Linked DNA regions of Sus scrofa: regions 1 and 3 are each linked to region 2. The links are chromatin contacts, called in public HiChIP or PLAC-seq maps. All regions are on one chromosome and are shown on one strand. The core of a region is the stretch at or near the end of the contact, and the rest is flanking DNA. Distances in the headings are between cores, read along the strand shown. Region 1 holds the start of LOC100621388 (zinc finger protein 16). Region 2 holds the start of RECQL4 (ATP-dependent DNA helicase Q4). Region 3 holds the start of RPL8 (60S ribosomal protein L8).

What was found. HiChIP or PLAC-seq counts read pairs in DNA pulled down with a chosen protein or histone mark.
Region 1: an H3K27ac HiChIP or PLAC-seq map of alveolar macrophages shows a contact between it and region 2. The contact joins the promoter of LOC100621388 here to the promoter of RECQL4 in region 2. A contact is called at or near these places in 1 of 5 promoter capture datasets (liver) and 1 of 2 datasets of contacts at active chromatin or transcription factors (alveolar macrophages).
Region 3: an H3K27ac HiChIP or PLAC-seq map of alveolar macrophages shows a contact between it and region 2. The contact joins the promoter of RPL8 here to the promoter of RECQL4 in region 2. A contact is called at or near these places in 1 of 47 Hi-C or Micro-C datasets (liver) and 1 of 2 datasets of contacts at active chromatin or transcription factors (alveolar macrophages).

What each region holds. Positions count from the first base shown.
Region 1 is chr4:106,906-111,754 of Sscrofa11.1, reverse strand. It overlaps LOC100621388 (zinc finger protein 16), which reads left to right and starts at 2,928. Exons shown (of 4, transcript XM_021090457.1): 1 at 2,928-4,639. The coding sequence starts at 4,622.
Region 2 is chr4:285,112-289,633 of Sscrofa11.1, reverse strand. It overlaps RECQL4 (ATP-dependent DNA helicase Q4), which reads right to left and starts at 2,428. Exons shown (of 22, transcript XM_013996390.2): 1 at 2,290-2,428; 2 at 2,192-2,225; 3 at 1,963-2,063; 4 at 1,595-1,735; 5 at 451-1,239; 6 at 249-375; 7 at 37-144. The coding sequence starts at 2,373. It overlaps LRRC14 (leucine-rich repeat-containing protein 14), which reads left to right and starts at 2,549. Exons shown (of 6, transcript XR_002343662.1): 1 at 2,549-2,838; 2 at 3,030-3,161; 3 at 4,340-4,522.
Region 3 is chr4:137,180-141,383 of Sscrofa11.1, reverse strand. RPL8 (60S ribosomal protein L8) reads left to right here and starts at 2,733. Exons shown (of 6, transcript XM_005655297.3): 1 at 2,733-2,841; 2 at 3,041-3,187; 3 at 3,274-3,415; 4 at 3,602-3,820. The coding sequence starts at 3,050.

The DNA of each region.
Region 1 (4,849 bases), core at 1,679-4,178, 180 kb after region 2:
TTTGTCAGGGCCATATGGAGGTTCCCAGGCTAGGGGTTAGAAGTGGAGCTGTAGTTGCCGGCCTACACCACAGACACAGCAGCAAAGGGTCCGAGCCTCGACTGCGACCTGCACCACAGCTCACGGCAATGCTGGATCCTTAACCCACTGAGCGAGGCCAGGGATGGAACCCAAGACCTCATGGTTACTAGTCGGGTTTGTTAACCACTGAGCCACGATGGGAACTCCTCTGTTTTCTTTAATAATGAAAGTAGTTAAGGAGTTCCCATCATGGTGCAGCAGAAATGAATCTGACTAGAATCCATGAGGACGTGGGTTTGATGCCTGGCCTTGCTCAGTGGGCTAAGGATCTGGCGTTGCCGTGAGCTATAGTGTAGGTTGAAGACAGGGCTTGATCCTGTGTGGCTGTGGCCTAAGTCGGCAGCTGTAGCTCGATTCGACTTCTAGCCTGGGAACCTTCACATGTCTTGGACGTGGCCCTAAAAAAAAAAAAAAATTATTTAAGGTGATATATAATACATATTTTTCTCTGAAAAATATTCAGTGAATATTATGTATTTTACAGTTTACACTGCATTCCATAGATGTGAGAATGAAGTATTTTTGCTTTTCATTGTTTTGTGGTCTAATTTTCCAGCTAGTATCATTTTTTTTTTCTTTTCTTTTCTTTTTTTTTTTTTTTAGGGCCGCACCTTCTGCACATGGAAGTTGCCACATCCTTAATCCACTGACTGAGCCCAGGGATGGAACCCAGATCTTCATGGATTCTAGTCTGGTTCGTTAACTGCTGAGTCACAAAGGGAACTCCCAGCTAGTATCATTTTTATTTATTTATTTATTTATTTATTTTGCCTTTTTTAGGGCCACAGCCATGACATATGGAGGCTCCCAGGCTAGGAGTCTAATAATTGCAGCTGTTGCTGCCGGCCTACACCACAGCCACAGCAACGCCAGATCTGAGCTACATCTGAGACCTACACCACAACTCATGGCAACTCCTGATCCTTAACCCACTGAGTGAGGCCAGGGATCGAACCCGCAACCTCATGGTTCCTAGTCAGATTGTTTCTGCTGCGCCACAACGGGAACTCCCCAGCTAGTACCATTTTTGATTCAAAGTTTGTGTAGACAGTGTTTCATAAATTTCAATAGTTACAGTTTGGGGGGTCGACTTTTTATTATTTTTGTTATTTCTTTTTTTTTTTTTTTGGTCTTTTTTTGCTATTTCTTGGGCCGCTCCCTTGGCATATGGAGGTTTCCAGGCTAGGGGTCGAATCGGAGCCGTAGCCACCAGTCTACGCCAGAGCCACAGCAACATGGGATCCGAGCCGCGTCTGCAACCTACACCACAGCTCACGGCAACGCCCAATCCTTAACCCGCTGAGCAAGGGCAGGGACCGAACCCTCAACCTCATGGTTCCTAGTCGGATTCGTTAACCACTGCGCCACGATGGGAACTCCCTATTTTTGTTATTTCTATTCTAACTTTCATAGTTTAATTTTCCTGTAAAATGCATACTTTAAAATATTTGTATTCTTCATGTCTAAGCGTATCATCGGTTTAATCAGTTTTTGTAAAATGTTCTGTGGACAGCCCCATGAACATTACATATGGTATATACGTAAGGCATTTGTTTTCCATCAATCTGTCTAATCATGTACTGATTGAGGGATTCAGTTCTTCCACATGCACCCTCATGTTCTTATCAAGCAACGTCTGTTCTGATTCTACCGAGTTCTTCCTGCCTGTCCCTTTCTGTCCAGTTACTGTTAGGTAGTGAGTGTAGATTGGGAAAGAACTAAAAGGTGGCAAAAGCCAGACAGCTTGGGAACAAAAATAACCTCATGAAGCACAAAGCTGCAAGACAAAAATAGGTGGAGAAACTGTTAAATTGTAACAACATAACTATTTTTGTGTGTCTTTCGTCTTTTCAGGGCCGCACAGGTGGCATAGGGAGGTTCCCAGGCTAGGGGTCGAATCGGAGCTACAGCTGCCAGCTTACACCACAGCCAGAGCAACGCAGGATCTGAGCTGGGTCTTCGACCTACACCACAGTTCAGGGCAACACCGGATCCTGACCCCATTGAGTGCGGCCAGGGATCGACTCCGCAACTTCATGTTTCCCGGTCGGATTCGTTTCTGCTGCCCCACGATGGGAACCCACGATGGGAACTTTTGCAACAACATAACTTCTATCTTCCCTGTTTCTTACTCCATCACAAACCTGTGCTAAAAATAGAAACCACCTCTTTTTTGAGGTCACTAACTGCTCCCTAAGCAGCGGGGAGCCTGCGTTCTCGCTGCTCAGCGCTCCCGGCCACTTCGTTGGTCGATAAACCGGCTGAGACCTCATTGCTCCACCCCCCGCCTCCTTCCTCCCCGCCATGTCTAACAGCTACCGCTCGGCTAGTTGCGCCCACAGCCAGTCATCGCGAGGCAGCTGGCGCTCCAGGCGCCTCCCGAGAGCAGAGGGTGTCGGGAGCTCACTGACGGAGTCGTCAGGCTCCCCGCGCCTAGAGCTGCCTCGCTGGGCTGGGCGAGGGGGGCGGGGAAGCAGCGGGCCGGAAGTTGAGGGGGACTTCCGGGGTCAGCCTGTGGGCCGCCTCGAGGCGTTGCGCGGTTCTGGGAGCGGCTGCGGTGGGGGATGCTCGCGCGCGAGGCTCCTCCACGTCGCAGCCCGCGCTCCCGCCTGACTCCGAAGTCCCCGCGGTGGGTGCTGGTCCCAGGAGGCCCCGACTCGGGTGCGCGGCGTGGGGGAGGGCTGCGGGGGCGGCCCCTGGACGGTGCGCGGCGGGGCCGAGCAGCGCCTGCCCGGGGAGCGCGGCTGCGGGAGTGCGAGGGCAGGCCTTCTGGCGCGGGCGGTTGGGGCGGAGAAGGGGGCCTCAGGAATCGGCGCGGTCGTCGGAGCTGTGAGGAGCCGGTGAGAAATGATTGGGGTTGTCGCTTGGTTCCGGGTGTTCTGCTTGGGGGCCCAGTCGGTGGTCGTTTCGCCCTGAAGCTGAAGAAGGGCATTTCTCCCCCCAGGGGAGTGGGGCTGAGGGTGGGTCGTGCCGGCGCCGCGGGTACCTGCCGAGGACTGGTGGCTGCTGGTCCCCACAGGTTTGTCTTTGCTTGGCACCAGGTTGAGCCCAATGCCAGTTGAATCGACTTCCAAGCTCGTTGGTAGAATTCATTTCCTGAGGTTGCTTTTCCTTGCTGACTGCCATTAGCTCCTGGAGGCCGCACTCCTTGCGCATGACCCATGCTTCTGAGTCAGCGAGTTTCATGGGATTAGTGGGTCCACGAGGATAATCCAGGCCCATAACCTTAACCTTAATTTCCTCTGCAAAGTCTCTTTTTGCTGTGTAGGGTAGGTTCCAGGGATTATTATGGGACATGGGTTGGGAGGGGCATTCTCCGCCACAGTCTCTGTCTCTGTTCTTCTGGGCAAGAGCCCACATGTACTGAAGCAAGAAAAGCAAGATGTTAAATGAGTGTGGTTTGGTACAACTTAAAAAGGCAAAGATATTATAAACGTATTTGCCTGTGTAAGCTTAGAGAAATTTGGAAGGGGACCTTGGAAACAGGGAAGGGAACCGAGTGGCTGGCTGGGGATATTTCAACTTAACGCCTCTTTAATTTTTTGAATTTTGAGCCACATGACGTTTCCCTTACTCAAGAGACAATTTTAATTTCAAGAATTCTAAAATAAAGTGAATTTGCAGTTCCTGTTGTGGCGCAGCAGAAACGAATCTGACTAATATCCATGAGGATACAGGTTCGAGCCTTGGCTTCGCTCAGGAGGTCAGGGATCTGGCGTTGCTGTGAGCTGTAATGTAGGTCGCAGATGCGGCTCAGATCCCGTGTGGCTGTGGCTGTGGCGTAGGCCGGCAGCTGTAGCTCTGATTTGATCCCTAGCCTGGAAACGTCCATATGCCCCAGGTGTGGCCCTAAAAAGCAAAAGCAAAAGCAAAAAAAAAAAAAGTGAACTAAATAACTACCGCAAATGAGAGAGAGTGAAGGCTACCCCCTCGAGGTCATCGTCTGCTCTCTCCTGCTGCTGCATGGATGGGTGCCAGGAGTCTTCTCAGATGTCAGTCTGCGTGCCCAGGCCAGGTTGATCTTCCTGTGCTTTTCCCTTAGTTCTGTCTCTCCTGAGGGAGAAATGCGGCTGGTGCCTCACTTTCATCAGGTCGTCAAGGCCTCTTTAAATCTGACCCTTAGTAATTCTGCCTCTGAGCTCTGTCCACACCTCTGCCCTGTGTCACCTCTGCCTTTTCCCACTTTCCCAGCCAGGCAGGGCTTGAACTCTCTTCTTCAACCCATCTGCCCAGGCTCTGTCCCTTCCCTGCTTCCTCTGTCCAGGCATGTGCCCATCTCATGTCTGTCTTTCCTCTGCCATCTGTCTTACTCAAGTCCATGAGGGTGATGGTCGCACCTCCCCAGAATAGCCCCTGACATAAAGTGGGTGTTTTGGAATCTTTGAAAGCATGTGTCCAAGAAGAGAAGTCCAGTCCCAAGGCCGCAGGTGCTGTCCACGGTGGGCTTCTGCCACAGTTCCTGCTTTGTCTTCTCCACCCCTGAGGGGCAGAAGGGTCAGTGGTACCTGCTGATGGTGCAGAGCGAATAAGGGGCCAGGGGATGTTGCCCCTCTCTCAGGTAGGCTGGTGAGCAGGGCTTGGTGTGTTTGCTCAGAGAGAGGGCAGTGGGAGGGGTGGCGAATGTCCAGGTGGGAATGTCCCATTCCTGATCTCAGAAAGCACCTAAAGCCGGAGATGAGCCCGACCTAGTTCGAGAGTCTTCACAGGGTAAAGGATGTTGCTGCCTCGGGACTGGGCACATTAACCAGGTTAAGGTGCCGAAGTGAGC
Region 2 (4,522 bases), core at 1,179-3,678:
CACTTGCTCCAACCTCTTGTCCGCTCCTTCACGCACCAGGAAGTTGGCAGCAGGTGGTGCCCGTTCTCTGGGGTACTTCCTCTAACATGGGCAGAGTCCCTGTGTCATCCTCATCCTTGCCACCCTCCTTCTGAGGGGCAGGCTCTGGACCAGAGGTAGGGAGTTAGTAGGGCTTTTTGCTGGAGACAGAACTGCCTCCCCTTCCAAGCAGTGTGGGCTCAAGCAACCACCCAAGGCAGAGGCCTCACCTGGTTGAGGGCACTGGGATGCCCAGTGACCGAGCTGCCCACACCGGAAGCAGGAATCCTTGGCTGTGGCCCTGGGTTGACCACCCCCAAAAGACTCTCCTTTCTTCTGCCACTTCTGCTTCCACACCTGGCAGGGACACAAGAGAGTCACAAACCGAGAAGTAGGATGAGTAAGAGGGAACACCTGGCACCACCTCCTTACCTGCCTGCGGAGGAGCCTGCTACGTGGGGCCAGGCCCCGCACATAACGCTTCTGCTTCATGTTGAGCCGCACATAGTTCCCCCTGTCCTGGATGGCGGGTCTAGAAGAGATGCACAGGTGGGCTGTGCGCGATGCCCACTCGCCTTGACTTAACGGAAGGCAACCCCGCTTGGGGCCAGAGCAGGGATACCTGGAGGTGGTGGGGTTGCTGAGGGGCTGTGCCCGCACAGGCTCCTCTAGACAATCTTCTGTGTGCCCTGCAGCTGCAGCGCCCTCAGGTGGGGGTCCTCCTTGGTTACCATCCTGCTGGGGCTGTGCAGGGCTCCCCTGCAGCTCCCAACTCAGTCTCCGCTTCTTGCCTTGACTGTTACCAGGCTGGGGACTGCCTGCACTGACACCAGCTGCTTGTGGCGCTGGAGCCTCTGGGCTTAGTAAAGGTACCTTGGGGCCAATGCTGGGACTGAGTACACACGGGACACCTGAAGTCAGCTGTGACTCCTCTGCATCCCCGCCAGGCCCGCGGGCCCTGGGGACCCCCGGAAAATCTGGGGTTCCACTGTGACACCGCTGCAGCCAGCCAGGGTCTAGGGAGCTCAGCCGCAAGCTTAGGGATGCCCTCAGCTCCTGGAGCCGGCCTGACCTCAGCTGGGTCCTGGGAAGCTGGGAGGGCACCTTGCCGACTTCTTCTGGAGAAATGAGGGCAGCCGCTGTGCCTGGAGACCCTGGGGAGGACTTCTTGGAGAAGGGTGTTCGTTCAAGCCGAGGTACTCGGCCCAGGGCTGGCCCGGTCTGGGAGGGAGACAGGCAAGCAGGAGCTCAGGCCCTTGGGCTGCCGAAGCCTGAAACCTGCTGGAGTCTCCACCGTAACACTTGGGTGAGAACAAGACTGACAGGTGAAGAAAGGAAGCTGAGAAAAGGCTGCCCTGAACTCTTCCGAGGAGTGGTGCCCTGGTTAACGCTGGAGTTGTGTGTGTGCATGTGCAAGCTGATGAGCTTGTGTGGAGGAGTTCACAAGGACGGGTACCTGGTGATCTGCCCTGGGGCAACAAGCAGCTCTGGAGATAGGTTCGATGTACTGCCTGCCCAACCTCCCCCCCTTTTTTTAACTCAAAAAATTTTTTCCTGCCCAACCCTCACTCCTCACCTGCAGGCTGTCCTTTAGGTTGGCCTTAAGCCTCTTCCCATAGTCCTGCACAGATCCCTGAGGGATCAGCCTTGAGGTAGAATGGGGAGTCTGGGTCGCAGCCCGATTCAGGTGGGGCCCCCAGCAGCTGGGCTCCAGCGTCTGCAGGATGAGACAGTACTGACCTAAACTACGGAAAAACCGGCGTGGGGCCAGAGGTGTCTCCAGCCACCTCCCGCACACCCGCGCCCTGAGACCTGGGGGGGGCAGGGCAGGCCTTGCTCCACCCTCTCCATCCTCCCCCCAAGTTCTGTGTCCTGGGCCACGGCTCCTCGTGGCACCGGCGTACAGGGAGCTGAACGAGAGGTTCAGATGTCCAGCCCGGGTACCTCTTCGGCCGCCGCGGAAAGCGAACGCCCCAAGCTGTTAGGCCTGACGTCGCCGGCCTGGCCCAGGGTCTCCTTCAGAGCGCGGTACTCCCGGTAGAGCGCTGAGAGCGGGGTCAGGGGAGTCGGTGTTCAGGAGTCAAGACTCCGGCGGGGGTGCGGGCCGCTCGTTCACCCACCAGCCCCCGCCCGCGTCCCCAGGGCTCCCTCCGCCCCGCGCCCGCGCGCTCACCGCGGGTCTCCTCTGGCGCCGCCTCCACGTCCTCCTGTAAAGGGAGCGCGTTAGTCTGAGGCGGCACCCTCAGCTCCCCGCCCATGGGTAGCCCGCACCTGGCCCGGCCGCCGCCCGCGCTGCCGCCGAAACGCGCGCTCCCAGGCCTGCAGACGCTCGCGTATATCCCGCAGCCGCTCCATGGCAGCCCCGCTTGCCGCGCCCAGCGAATCTCCCGCCGGGAGGGCGACGCCGGCCGCCAGCCAATGGGGGCGCTCGGCGGGGTCGGAGGCGGGGCGGCGCGGCGGCCGCCGGGCCGGTGCAGCCTATCCGCGGAGCTCTGGTGCGGCAGCCAATGGGCGGGCAAATACATCATCGCGGCGCGCGGCGGCGCTGGGCTGGGGGCGACGTACGGCGAGGCGGGGCCGTCCGCGGTGGTGGCGGCTGCGAGGCTAGTGAGCGTTGGCCACCGGCCGGGGACGGGGCGGGGCGGTGTGCGTCCTGGCTCTTCCTGGCCGCACTAGGCGGGCGCGGGTAGCCGGGCCGGTGCCGTCCGGGAGGCGCAGGCAGGAGCCCGGGCATTGCGGCTGCGGAGTGGAGAGAACCCGGAGCCCGGCGCCGGGCTAAGCGGTCTCGGGTCTCGGGGGGCAACGCACAGGCTTCAAGGGGTAAGACCCGGCGCAGGAGGCGGAGGGCGTCGGATCGAGGGCCTCCCATGGCTCGAGGCTTGGAGGAGCCGAGCGGGGGCGTCCTCGGGGAAACGCCTGAGCCGCGGGCCCGCGGGAGGGGGCGGCGGCCACCGCAGAGAAGCTCCTCCCACGGTGACCATACTGGCTGCTTTCGTTTCCTCTCGTGACAGGTGCTTGGTTGGTCTGTCCCGTCGCTGCGAGGTATGACTCGTCCTCGCGAGATTTGTCCACAGGCGGAGCCTGGCAGAGGGTTGACGTCCCGGGCTCCTCAGGAACCAGTGCCCTAAGGACTTGTGTGTGAGGTCCGCAAGAGAGGGGCTCTGGGGCTAGGCTGCCACCCTTCCCGAGCTCATCACCCAGGCTGTGACCTTTGTGGGGAATGCCTAGGTCTTAGTTTTGTCATCTGTTTCCAGGGAGATGACCCGGAGGCAGTTGTGAGGGTGAGGTGCCTGACGCACAGTAAAGAGGCCCTAAGAGGTTCCCCTGGCGGGTGAAAAGAGGGTCCCCTGAGAGGTTCCAGTTAAGCGGGCTAACTGTTGCTGCTGCTGAAGTCAGCAGCAGAGCTGACGCCCAGGTTTACTGTGGCCTCAGGCATCTCCTCTTTGCTCCCCGGAAGCTTGCGTGTCCTTCTGGCCTCCGCCCATCTGAGCAAAGGCCTGGGTCTGGGGCCTTTGAATCCCACTGGTTTGAGAATTGGTCTCTCAACAGGGTTTTCCAGGGCTGAGAGAGGTGTTTAGACAGGTGGCAACAACCTCCTTCTTGCTTCCGTAAATTTGCAGGGGTCTCCGTGCCTCATGATGCTCCCGAGAGATACCACTAGAAGTGAGGCTCATGTCAAGGGCTTGGGTTACTCAGGCCCTCTGAACTCAAAGTTCCCTGGATCCTGGTCCTTTCTGCCTGCCTTGGTGTTTATTAAGTTGCGACTGTACAGGCAACTCCTCTTTGCGGTGCAGCACAGAATCTAAGGGTGGCCTGCAAGGGCTTCCGAGGAGGCTGGGGGAGGGCCCTGTGATGCACCTTCCAGCCCCCTGGGATTCTCCCATCCGTCTAGTACTTGTGTGTAGGGAGAGGGGCCTTAGATTTTTCCTACTTTTCAGGAAGGGAAGATATGGCTTTGTGATTGGAGAGGCTTGAAATACAGAGGCGGGGCGGGGCTGCAGAGCCACAGCCATCAAAAACACACCCAGGCGAGCTGGGCGTCTTTGGTAGCGTGCTGGTTATGTATTTCGTATGCTTGATGGCTTTGTTTCTCTAGGTGGCCCCCATGCTTCTGGAGGGCAGGGACCAGGCATGGCCTTGTTCTCCTCTCCACTCTGCTCAGCCTCTTGCAAGGCACATAGCCCTTGATCTTTGGTGCCGTGGTTCTCCACCCTCTGCCAAGCACCATGCTGAGCTTTCCCAGAGCTGGTGCATGGAGGGGGCGGTGATCTGGGGTCTATTGTCCCCCCCCACCCCACAGCTGAAGGACCCTTCCCTGCAGGTGGCCTGCTGCCTGGCCCATCGCCATGCACACCCTTGTGTTCCTGAGCACACGGCAGGTGCTCCAGTGCCAGTCAGCTGCCTGCCAGGCCCTGCCCCTGCTGCCGAGAGAGCTCTTTCCCTTGCTGTTCAAAGTGGCCTTCATGGACAAGAAGACCATCGTGCTGCGCGAGCTGGTGCACAC
Region 3 (4,204 bases), core at 1,484-3,983, 150 kb after region 2:
GCCTCCCAGGGCCCCCTCTGGTCATTCTCAGACCACCTGTCTGTCTGTGCCTGAGCTTGGCCACTTTCTGACTTCTACAGCCCTCGCAATTAAAAAAAATTTTTTTTGGTATTATAGTTGATTTGCATAGCCCTGGTGATTTTGTAGGCTCACTTTATACCCTTAGTGTGTATTCACGCGTTTAACCCTCTCAATAACCCTACGAAAGATGTGGGAGCAGAATGCTGTTATTTGCCTCAGGGCTGCTTATGCTGGGGGTGGGGAACCAAACCAACAAGACAGAAGAGGGTCATGGTTAATCGAGTTTGTACCAGTTACTTGTGTGTGTGTGTGTAACAAGAAACATTTAAGAGCAACTTTAAAAGGAAATATATAAATAACTTCTAGAGGAATTCCCTTGCGGTGCAGCAGTTAAAGGACCCAGCCTTGTCACTGCAGTGGTTCGCTCGGCTTGCTGCTGTGGTGCAGGTTTGATCCCTGGTCCTGGAACTTCCACATGCTGTGGGTTTGGGAAAAAAAAAAAAAAATTTAGGAGTCAAGTTTGAAACGCAGGGAAGAGATGACCTTGGACAGCATGAGAAGGTGCCCCAGCTGACCAGCATGAGCAAAGGCATCTGTGGGGAGGCCCTCATCTAGGGGCAGAGGCAGGTGGGCCCCTCTTGAAGGCCCAGTAAGGCTGCCTTCACCACCAACAGCTGACCCAGATCTGCAGAGCCCTGGCTGTGTGCCAGGCTCAGTGGCCTCACACGGCAGCCAACATTCAGGCCAGTGAGAACCAAGTCCCAGGTCTCTGGATCATGAGGGGTACAGCAGCCAGTACTCCCATCTCTACAAAGAGGATGCACCAGGAGGCATCATAAACATCAGACAGTATCCGCACACCCCCACCCCCGACCCCTGCCTGCCTTCCTGTGAGTCCACACCTGCTCCCTCTAGGTAGGTCTTTGGGAGGGGCCCACATGAGCAAGCTCCCTGGAGCAGCACCTCCCTGGGCTCAGGGCCCACAATGGGGCTCATAGCTGCCGGATACCCCTGGGGGCACCTGGATGGCACTGCTGCCCCTGTCTCATGTCAGACTGTGGCAGGACCCTAAACACATGCCTACAGTTGGTCTGGTCATCCTCTTTCTGGCTGCATCCACAGCTCTAGCACCCAGCTCAGGGCCAGAGGGAGCGTAGAGGGCCCTGCAAACCCCCCGCCTCCATCCCAGGGACTCCACAGCCGACAGGTCCAAGCACTATCCCACTCTCACCCTGCTTTTCTGGTCCTTCAGGCCTATTCCAAGCTGACCCCAGAACACCTCACCCTGCCCCAAGGAGGCCCAGTTGTCTGTCAGCTTCTGGCCCTGCATGGGCTGTGCTGCCTCCTGATACCCTATCCCTGCCAACCCCAGTCTGTTGCCTCTCTCAGGGCCTCATGCACCAGTCCCCTCTGATCCCCTGTGGCTTCAGCATGTGGCTACCAGGCCCCCCTTCCTTCTCTCTCCTGTCATTTTCTCCTGATGTCTATTTTGCCTCCATCTGCGCAGAGCCTGCCAGCAAACACACCACCTGAAGTCCTGGCTGCAAGCCTGTCTGCTCCCAGACCCCTCCCTGCCTCACTGGCGCAGGTCTCACCTGCACACCTGGAGCCTTGGTCACCAAGTTCTCCCTTTCTCCCTGCTGAGTTTTCACTCAGACTGGGGGTTCCACCTCCTTTTCTGCTTAACTCCAGGGACCCTCTCTGGAAGGACGCCTCCCACTTCTCCAGAAACCCTCTCCAGGAAGGATGTGCCCTACCCAATGGGGAAGACTTGCTCCTTATCTTCAAGTCAGACCCCCATCTCACCGCCCCAGCAGCTCCCTCTCAAGGCTCCAATCCCACCCACCTCTCCCCAGGCTCTGGACAGGTCACGTGTCGAGTCTCCGTGTCCCCAGCCATCCTTTCAGAAGCGTGACCCCGCCCACCTCTCCTTCCCAGCTATTGGGGATTCCCCACCCCACCCCCAAACGCTTTTTCCTCTCCTTTTCCTGGGCTGGCATCCCCTTCTCCATCTACCTAAAAAGGGCGTCGCGTAGCCAGGAGGAGGGCTCCCTCCCTAGGGGTCTCACCCATCCCAGCCGAGACTCCCGCACCTGTGCCCTCTCCCACTCTCTCTGCCGCTCCCACCTCGACCCCACCGGCGCTCCACGCCCACCCTAATCCCTCCCAGCAAAGACCAGGATCCCCGGCTCTCTCGCCCCAACATCCGCATCTAGGTACGGCCGCTCTGACATCTCCAAGGACCCAGCAATGCGCAAAGTCCCCATGTCCCCAGAGCGCCCGCGCCGGTAGGAGTCGGACATCTCTCCTCTGTCGTCCAGGCCCTGTGTTTTTACTCTGTAAACCAGCACGTTCCCCGAATCAGTCCACCCGTTTCCTTTAAAGGTAGCCCTTGTCAAAGCAGGAGGAGACCCCGAGCCCCGAGTGAGGCGCTCGGTCGTGGGCCGCACCAAGCTGGACTAGTCACCCAACCTCTCGGGGCCTCCTCGTTGCTCACTGGAGAATACCCGCCCGGAGGCCTCTGTGAAAGCTGAGCGCCCCTCTCCCTCCCACCGGGCCTCGCCCACTTGGTGATCCTGAAACCCGAAGGCTGCACCTCTGCCAGAGCTCGAGCTCTATGCGCCTGCAGTGAGTCCCTGTGCGGGGTGGGGGTGGGGGGTGCACTGGCGCCCGCTGGCCGACTACAAGTCCCGGCGTGCATTGCGCTAGAGCTTGCGGGTCCCACCCCTGACCGGAAGATTGAGGGTTCTCGGCCCCGCCCCGGAAGATAAGGCGGCTCTCAGGGGCCTGTTTTCCTCTTTCGGCTGCGCTCGGCCCCAGGTAGGACGTTTTGGTGCGGTTCGGGGCCATCCGCGGCCATCCGCCGCCCTGGGACCCGCGGGGAACTCCAGCGGCCGGGGTTGGGGCCGGAGGAGGGGGTGCCGAGGCATGGAGGGAGGAGGCCAGGGAGCGAGGGCCCTGGAGCCGGGGTGGCGGGGGTGCCTGGGCCGCCTGGGCGCTGACCGTGAGCCACCTCTAGACCGCCACCATGGGCCGCGTGATCCGTGGGCAGAGGAAGGGCGCCGGCTCCGTGTTCCGCGCGCACGTGAAGCACCGAAAAGGCGCCGCCCGTCTGCGCGCGGTGGACTTCGCCGAGCGACACGGCTACATCAAGGGCATCGTGAAGGTGCGACGTGCGGGCTGAGGCGGGTGGGGGCGCGGCGCGAATTGGGGAACCCCCCCCGACCCTGCTCATGCCTACATAACCTGCAGGACATCATCCACGACCCGGGCCGCGGTGCGCCTCTGGCCAAGGTGGTCTTCCGGGATCCGTACCGTTTTAAGAAGCGGACGGAGCTGTTCATCGCCGCCGAGGGGATCCACACTGGCCAGTTCGTGTACTGTGGCAAGAAGGGTAAGTCTCGCGCCTGGGATGCAAGGTCGGGGTGGGGCGGAGGGACGCTGAGGCGGAAGCCTCGACTGTTGAGGTTCGCTTGGCGGAAGCTCCCCGTGGGTGCCGCGCAGGCCTGAATTTCTGGGGGTAGGAGTTGGGACACACCGGCTTACCCCGCTGACGGCGCTGTCTCTCCTCCACGTGCAGCCCAGCTCAACATCGGCAATGTGCTCCCGGTGGGCACCATGCCCGAGGGCACCATCGTGTGTTGTCTGGAGGAGAAGCCTGGTGACCGGGGCAAGCTGGCCAGAGCCTCGGGGAACTATGCTACCGTCATCTCCCACAACCCCGAGACAAAGAAGACCCGCGTGAAGCTGCCCTCAGGCTCTAAGAAGGTCATCTCCTCGGCCAACAGGGCTGTGGTCGGTGAGTGGAAGGCAGCAGTTGTGAGGCTCCTGTGAAGAGTTAGCCGCTAGCAGGGCCCTGGAAGCCAGGAGAGCTGCTTACTCGCCTGAAGCAAGAGCTCCGTAGGCACCCCCGTGGTCTGTGTGGGCCGTTTGTGAAGTGGGTACAGCGGTTCCTGTTTAAGGGCTGGAGGCCGTAGAATGAGAGTGGCATCGTAAGGGCCTGTAAGGCAGGGCTCCTGCTGCTGTCTCTACCTGGTTAACTCTTTCCTGAGGGATGTGGTTTTCTTAAAGCCACGTACTGTGATAGGGTTTCAGCTCAAGTTTGCTTATTGTGCTTTTTGCTAATACCCTCGAATGTATGTGACAGGCCGGGTCCTTTTTTTTGTTTGTTTGTTTGTTTTTC